Regions from separate parts of the Capsicum annuum genome. Here region 2 is linked to region 1. Evidence: chromatin contacts called from public Hi-C data. All regions are on one chromosome and are shown on one strand. The core of a region is the stretch at or near the end of the contact, and the rest is flanking DNA. Distances in the headings are between cores, read along the strand shown.

Region 1 (4,157 bases), core at 1,574-4,073:
TCCCTATTAGTTTTTCCTATTCCTCTGCTGTACCCACTGTTCCCCAAAATTAAACCTCCAAAGAGGGAAAAAAGAACGCTGATGCAAACAAACTTTTGTGTAGTAGTTCCTTTTCTTTCTTGTCACTCCTGGTTACTTATACTATTATACTTGGTCACCATGTTTTTCTCAAATTTATATTGGAATTTCTTTCATGCTCTTATATTTATCATGGTACGTGTTATTTTGTTGAAGAGGTTATACAAAAGACCAATTTGCTTTGTTATTTTTCTTAACTGAAACCAAGTATATACCTCCAATATTTATCAGATATCAGGAGATCCCGAGGCTTCAAAGGATGCACTCATGCAAGTAACATCACGTTTAAGGGCAAATTTTTTTGAAAAAGAGGGCTCCATGTCTTCCTTTGTGCCAGTTCTCCCCTACCTTCCAATGTCAACAGATTCAGATACCTTGAAATATGAAAGCAGAGATACTAGGAGACCTGCACGTGACCATTCCTACTCAGCTGGGTATGGTGGTACTAGTGAGCTTCCACATGCTGATGGTTTTGGAAGTTATGGTACTCTCCAGGTAAAATTTTGTTTCATTGGTTAGTAGAAAGGAGTTTTTGGAGGTTGCAGTGCTCTCCAGAAGAAGTGGGATTTGTTTGTTTCGGTTGCTTTCTACTACTTTTGTGGAATGTCTATGTGCAGCTTTCGTTATTGATTTCTAATTCCATTTGCAGAGTACTAGCAGTGTAGGGTATGGAGCATATGAAGGATATTCCCCTGCTTATCCAAAAGAAGGATATTCCCATGGGCGTTCCAGTGGATCTGGGTGAGTCTCTTGCCTTCCTTTGACCAGTCTTGAGTAGGTTTGGTGTCCTATGCAGTGTGATACTATGGTCATTCTGCCTATAGATTTTCTTGAAATCTTGAAAGAAAGACAAGAATGAGCTCGTAGTTTCATTCTTTCTAATTGTTTAGCTTATCAAGAAGCTTAATGTTTTGACTACATATAAGGATCTTGCCTGTTTATGTGTCTGACCTAACGGCGCTTGAACTTGTCATTGGTGATTTTGTTCTGCCCATCTGTTGGAGAGGATTTCTTATTTAGCTTCTCTACTTTCAACTGCTCTAAAGAAGTCACAGTTGCTTCTCCAATTATATTCATTGTTAAGTTCATGTTACCAGGTCATCCAGGCAAAACTCTGCTTCCCGGAGAAAAAGTTATGGTTACTAGAGCTTGTAACAGAACCACAGGTAGATCATGAATTATGGTTCAATTGCATTGCATCTTTCATTTAATTCGCTAGTTTTATATACCTAGCCCCAATCATACAAGAATTCTGAACATTTTGGTATGATGACCTAACCTATCTTCCAATTATGAAACTAATGGTATTTTTCCCTTTGTTTCCTTTCCCTCGCTAAAACAGCCGAGTATCTGAAGCCTGAAGCCTGCCTACTGTCACCTTTGATGAAGCCTCATGCCCAAACCAGATGACCAGATGAATGCGGACATCAAATATCATTGCCTACCTTGATGTTTTCCTTAGCAGGACCATATCCGAAGATCTTACCTACTATCGAAATTTGCCATGCCCTGACACCATATACTTCCAAGCTCATACTCTTATGCTTCCAAGAACCTGTGTAGCCAGCGGCCTCATCCTTTCTTCCCTTTTGTAGTTGTACTATAGACAAATTCAACTCAGAAATCTCGGCCATGTGTCCTGATGTCTTGTTTTCGGTTTATTATTATATGTATGAATCTACTGCTAGTTGAACATGTCTATTTGATGCTTTAGACCTGGTGCCGATTTTCAAGCGTCTTTCTGGTTTTGATTATGGTGCAATGTTTGGTTATGAGACCTTTCAAAATATTTTTGAAGTATTGCTATGTTAATTACTAGAAAGCCTAAATGTTTCTTCATTATCTGTGATAATATGCAATATGCATACATCTCTGTAGACACTGGATATTCAATGCAGTTATATGTATGATTTAGTAGTGCAAGATGTATCAGTACTCACCAAAATGCAGTGATAATTTTCACTGGCTTTCACTGGAATCTGATAGCTTTTGGGGGTACGGGTTGGAATTAATTGAAGCAGGTAAAAATCTTATGGTAAGTCTCACATTCTTATCATAACGTGCTTACTTTATTGCAAGCAATCAGCATGTTAAGTGGAGTTTACCAAAAATATGCTCTCATACTCTGTGTTTGTTGGATGAGAATGTTGTTTCAAACTCTGCTTCAATCTGAAGTTAAGCCATCTCTTCTTTGTTCTGTTGGATACAGTCAGTATGTTTACTTCTTTTGCTGTTGTCTTTCATTATTTCTCCTTATGCAATGCTCCATCATTTGTTCTTTCTTATTGAGAGTGGTGGGTTGGCTGTGTCTTGAAAAATAGGCCGGTTTAATGATACGAGACTATGAGAGGGTACTTGTTTGCAAAGACATGAAATCATGCGGTATGAGAAGTTGATCTCCTGCAAGTACTTGCACCAAGTTTAGCTTAGTAGGAGATGTTGATATCCTACAACTGATCATGTCAAGTTAGAAGTTGCTAAAATAGAGAACTGTATAATTTTTGTGTTACGTTTCTTCCCTCCATCCCTAGTACATTTTCTTTAAATTCCCCCTGGTTGAGGGTACACAGGTCTGGAACTTGTTCTAGGTGGTGGATTGATTTGATTCTCGACTGGAACTACAACAGTTGCAGCAAAGTGCCCTCCCTGTATGATCCAGTTGTTTTGTATGCCAATAGATCTTTGATTGTACATTTTATTTGTATTCTTTTGATGTATTAATCAAGTATTTGTACGTACAACCATTTAAACTTAATATCTTGCGTAAGATTGGGATGTAATACATCCAAATGACGACAGAATCTAATTGTAGGGCATTATCGTACATCAGAAGGTAAACCTCGGTGGTTAGGCAATTTATTACTTCATTCTCGAAGATATACAGGAGTCACGAACATGCCAATTACGTTATGGCTTATGATAAGTATGATGATCGAAGAACGGCTGTTTGACTACTAAGAATCATAGTATCTCGTTAACATTAATTATTTTGATCTTTTTAAACTTGGCTCCCAATAACGTAGAAAATGTGATGTTATGTCTCTTGTCTTGTGGCCTCTCACTATACCATAAAGATGAGGGAAAATTTTAGTGCCGAAGCAAGAAGAGATGGATTATGTTCGACGGGTATGAGAGTTATGGCTCAAAAATATGCTATAAAAACAAATTTCAAAACCATATGAGCTTTTTACAAATAAGAAAGGATTCTAATGTTTGGATTTAACTGCATTAGAATGTATATAAAACGAAGCATGATTAGATACAAAAAAGGATGTATATGCTTTTCGGTTTTATTTCTTGTTGCTCAAAGACTCGATTTTCTCCGACTTTATGATACAAAATCAAATTCATTTTTTCTAAACTCTGTATTAAGTCAAATGCTAAACATATATGAATTAAAGGCTTGTGGTGAGTACGGAAAGCAAGGTGAAGTGCAACTTATAGCCATTTTAAGGATTTCTGTTTAAAAACTACTTGAAATTTACGTAACTTTACAGATTCGCTGGTTCAAAATTAACTTCAGGTTCCAAATATGACTTCACACAACTTTGGAGTAATCTGCCAAATTTTATTTTTGCACAATTAATTCGCAAAAAGATTTCAATTGAATACATATACTAACTGTTAACTTAAAATGGCATGATGTAAACTGAAAGTTCATGAGGTTTTTACAACTGGAGAAGCTGCAGCGTACTCTGGGTGCATATGAAGCCGATGAGTACAGGTTATGCTTTCAGTTATGCCTTGAAATGAAAAACAATTCCAAATCCTCTTTTTCTACAAGCAAGGAAGCTGAACTTATAAGATGGGCTTTATCACCCCTTACAGCCCATCATCATAGGCCACAAATCTCAAACATAGAACTTTGAAGAAGCCCAACAACAACGACATCGTACATCAAGAACAGAACTAGTAGACTGTTGTCCCTGTAACTCCGACACATCCCGGCCGTCGGTCGAATGCTTCAAGCTCTCCTTAAATTCCGTAAACACAGACAGGCTAATTCACTTCTCTTTCACCTTTCTTCTTTTCCCAGAAAACTTCAACTTCAATACTTCCATCCACTTTCTTCATCTTCT
Region 2 (4,036 bases), core at 36-2,535, 370 kb before region 1:
AGGCGTTGCTGACTCAGATAAAAAAGAGCCCTTCACTTTATTGAGAATCAAAAAAGCAGAAATAAGAAAATCTCAAAGCCACATAAAACTTGTGGCTCATATTTTCTCTCATTGACGTGTCATGCCAGCTGTATATAACACTTTTATGCACGCAGTCTCCGATGACCAGTTACTCTTAACTTTTTAAATGCATCAAAAAGATTTATAATGACAAAAAAATGTGTATTTTCTAAAGTATTTTAATTTTTGAGTTTATTGTATGAATTACTGTTAAGAGTATGTATTATTAAAATATATTATAGCTATCAATTGTTTGTTATTAATCTGAAATATCATTATTGTTCCAATACAAAAGGAAAATAATTAAATATTATTAATAAAACATTTAATACTTCCTCTTTATAAAAAAAAAATTAACTACTTTCCTTTTTAATCCGTTTAAAAAAAATGATCACTTTTTTTTTGGCAATACATTAATTTCAACTTTCCACATGTCATGTTTTGGATCACAAGATTAAAGGACATTTTGGTACATTTGTCACAACTTTAATTTAAGGCCACAAGATTCAAAAGTCTTCTTTATTTTCTTAAACTTTGTGTCAAATCAAAGTAGATTATTCTTTTTTAAACGAAGAGAATATTAATTTAAGTATTAATTTTTTTTTTTTAAAAAAAAAGATACCTTTGATATATTTTGGATTCTTTACTCTTCATCTAATCACAGTAAATTTAACAACAACGACAACAAATATTAATAATATTTGATTGTCTTCAAATCAGCAAATAATTTGATCACATTTCAAATTCCATAATTGATAGAACCGACTATGCTAAACTATATAATCTATATTACCTTATGAATATACAAAATTTTGATCTAGCCTATTTTAGAATAATCTGTACTTGTTTCTGAATCATGTAATGAATTGTACTATTAAATTCGATCACAATCAATCACCCAGTGGTTATCCAAATATAGTATTTTATCCAAAATATATCTCACACATTTGGCGTCAAAAATACCAAGAAAGTCGTCCCACTGGTTTAAAAAAATAGGCCCGTTTGGCCATGAAACAATATTTTTCTAGAATTTGAAATTGAAGTTGAAGTTGAAGTTGAAGTTTTGTTTGATCATAAATATAAATTGGAGTAGAAGTGAAAGTAAAAAAAAAATAAAAATAAAAGAAAAAAATATCATTAATTTTAATTTTTTTTTCACTACCATAAAATAATTTTTTTTAAAATATTAAAAAAAAATTCATGACCGCCTACTTAAAACAGGCATACACACACATGTCACGTGTGTTTGTGGGTGTGTTGGGGGTCGTATGTGTTCTGTGTCAGATCTGTAAGGGAGTAACATGAAGCCCAATCCGCAAATTCGCCGGATTTTGGTGGTTGGATTTTTTTCTCTTCCCTTGTCTCTCTTTTTCTTAGGAACTTGAAAAAGGACGCGCCCATACAGTTTCAGTATAATATGTCAGAACTCAAAGACCCTGCTATTAAACTCTTTGGCAGAACCATTCAGTTGCCGGATGTTCCAGATTCTTCTGAAACTATGCTAGAAGATTCTTTGCCCGAGGAAGCCAATGGAGAAGAAGAAGATGTAGAAGATCAAAAGGTACTCTGTTTTGAGTATAATCTCTGTTCATTTCTTGTTAGTAATTTGTTGGGACTGTTGTTGACTTCCTATTGAACTCTGCTTCATCTCATTCTCGAGCAGTTCGGTAGGGTTTCAATCAGTCATAAAGTTTAAATTAGGTCTTCCTAATCTTCTTTAATGCTATTAATTTTGTGATGGACTTAACCTGCGTAATACAATTTTTTAGGATCAGTGCTAATTTACATGTTATTGAAGGTTGCTTGTTAGAGTATTTTTCTAGTTACTATATTTTCCCCTTTTTGATCAGGTAATTTTTTTTTTTTTTGTTTCTAATTCCACTTGTTACCGGGAATATAATTATTATTTTAAATGACCTAATATTGTGAAAATATTTTTCTGTCTATTTTCGTAGAAATTATACTATTTAAGTATTGTTTGGACACTGTTAGAGTTCAACTTTACTCCATCAATCAAACAATCTCGGTTCAACATCTCTATATCCAAGATTTGTTTACTTTCCTGTAATTTTAATTCTAAAACTTGCTAAATGAGGAAAGTTTAATTTTGACTTTCTTTTTGTTGATAACGTGATGTCCGTGCTTGCACATACCTTGACTAATTCCACAGGATACATGTCACGAAACTCCGTCCACCAAGGCTAGTACAAATGGGAAGAGATAACCTAGTGTTTTTGTCTCTGTTGAAATTTGAACCTATACCTCATGGTGCTCATCCTACTTTTCACTGACCACTATGTCAGTGACCTAGTGTTCTTGTCTCCACTGGAATTTGAACCTAAGATCTCATGATGCTCAATCCACTTCATTGACCATTAGGCCAGTGACCTAAGTAATTATGTCTCCACTGGAATTTGAACTGAGACCTCCTGGTGCTCAACCCACTCCATTGACCACTAGGCTACACTGCAAAGTTTAATTTTTGACTTGCTAAATGAGAAACTTCTTATATGTGTAATGATGTGAACACTTTACTTCCAAACTCAGCGGAGTGTAGATACTTAGTTTGTTAAGTTAATGTATCCTTATTTCCTATCTGGTTAATCCTTCATGATATGTAACCTACTAGTGTGTCTTGTTTTTACCATTGGCGTCTCTACAACTTTCACATCATGCTTCTTAACGATGGAGAGGCTTGGTTGTTAGTGAAATCATGTTGAACCTTTTCTTTTGAAATCTCCCCAAGTTTCGAATAATTTGAGTAGTTTAAAAGAAGAGTTTATCGACTCAATTTACTCCTCTATGAAAATGCATCACGCACACAGGATAACATTGGAGGAAACCTGGATGATGAAGAGGATGAGATGGAAATTTTGACTGGAAAGGAATTGCAGGATCAGAATTCACATCCAACTAAAACTGATAGTATAAAGGTGCAACCTGTTGGTAGCGACTGTTCAACAAGACCTTCAAAAAGTGAAGAAGAGCAAGGAGAAGCAAGTAATTCGCAAGATAAAATCCTCAAAAAGCCAGACAAGATACTTCCATGTCCCCGGTGTAACAGCATGGAAACCAAATTTTGTTATTTCAACAATTACAATGTGAACCAGCCTAGACACTTCTGCAAGAATTGCCAGAGATATTGGACAGCTGGTGGGACCATGAGGAATGTGCCTGTAGGTGCTGGTCGTCGGAAAAACAAGAACTCAATTCCACATTACCGTCAAATATCTGTCTCTGAAACACTTCCGAGTGCTCAAGCAGATTATCCAAATGGAATCCAACAACCTGTTCTTGCGTTTGGCTCCCCTACACCACTCTGTGAATCAATGGCTTCAGTTTTGAACATTGCCGACAAAACAATGCATAATTGCTCACAAAATGGGTTTCATAAACCACAAGATCCCGGGGTTCCAGTTAGTTATGGAGCTGGAGATAATGGAGATGATCATTCCAGAAGATCATCAGTCACTACTGCAAATTCAGAGGATGAAGTTAGCAAAATTGTACCGGACCAGCTAAAGAACTGCCATAACTTTCCACCTTACGTGGCTTGCTATCCTGGTGCTCCTTGGCCATATCCATGCAATTCTGTCCCATGGAGCTCTGCAGTCCCTCCTCCTGGTTATTGCCCTCCTGGCTTTCCTATGCCGTTTTACCCAGCAGCTTCATATTGGGGTTATACTGTAGCAGGTTCTTGGAATGTTCCTTGGATATCCCCAACAACTGGTTCCCTAATTCAAACACCTCCAACTTCTGGTCCTAATTCTCCAACTCTAGGGAAACACTCAAGGGATGAAAACATACTAAAACAGCTGAGCAACAAGGAAGAGTCTTCAAAAGAGAGTAATCCTGAGAAGTGCCTCTGGGTTCCAAAAACTCTGCGAATAGACGATCCAAGAGAGGCTGCCAAGAGTTCTATATGGGCGACATTGGGAATAAAACATGATAGTGTTGAGTCAGTTGGTGGAAGTCC

What was found. Hi-C and Micro-C count contacts between places; a contact is called where the count stands out from the background.
Region 2: a Hi-C map of leaf shows a contact between it and region 1, with 2.4 times the contacts expected there. The contact joins the promoter of LOC107858740 here to the promoter of LOC107858738 in region 1. A contact is called at or near these places in 2 of 5 Hi-C or Micro-C datasets (leaf and placenta).

Annotation. Positions count from the first base shown.
Region 1 is chr2:95,293,470-95,297,626 of UCD10Xv1.1, reverse strand. LOC107858738 (pentatricopeptide repeat-containing protein At5g15280, mitochondrial) reads left to right here and starts at 2,823. Exons shown (of 1, transcript XM_016703514.2): 1 at 2,823-4,157. The coding sequence starts at 4,038. It overlaps LOC107858739 (KH domain-containing protein HEN4), which reads left to right. Exons shown (of 8, transcript XM_016703516.2): 5 at 310-573; 6 at 728-819; 7 at 1,176-1,244; 8 at 1,421-1,814. The coding sequence ends at 1,224.
Region 2 is chr2:95,666,311-95,670,346 of UCD10Xv1.1, reverse strand. It overlaps LOC107858740 (cyclic dof factor 3), which reads left to right and starts at 1,285. Exons shown (of 2, transcript XM_016703517.2): 1 at 1,285-1,621; 2 at 2,886-4,036. The coding sequence starts at 1,478.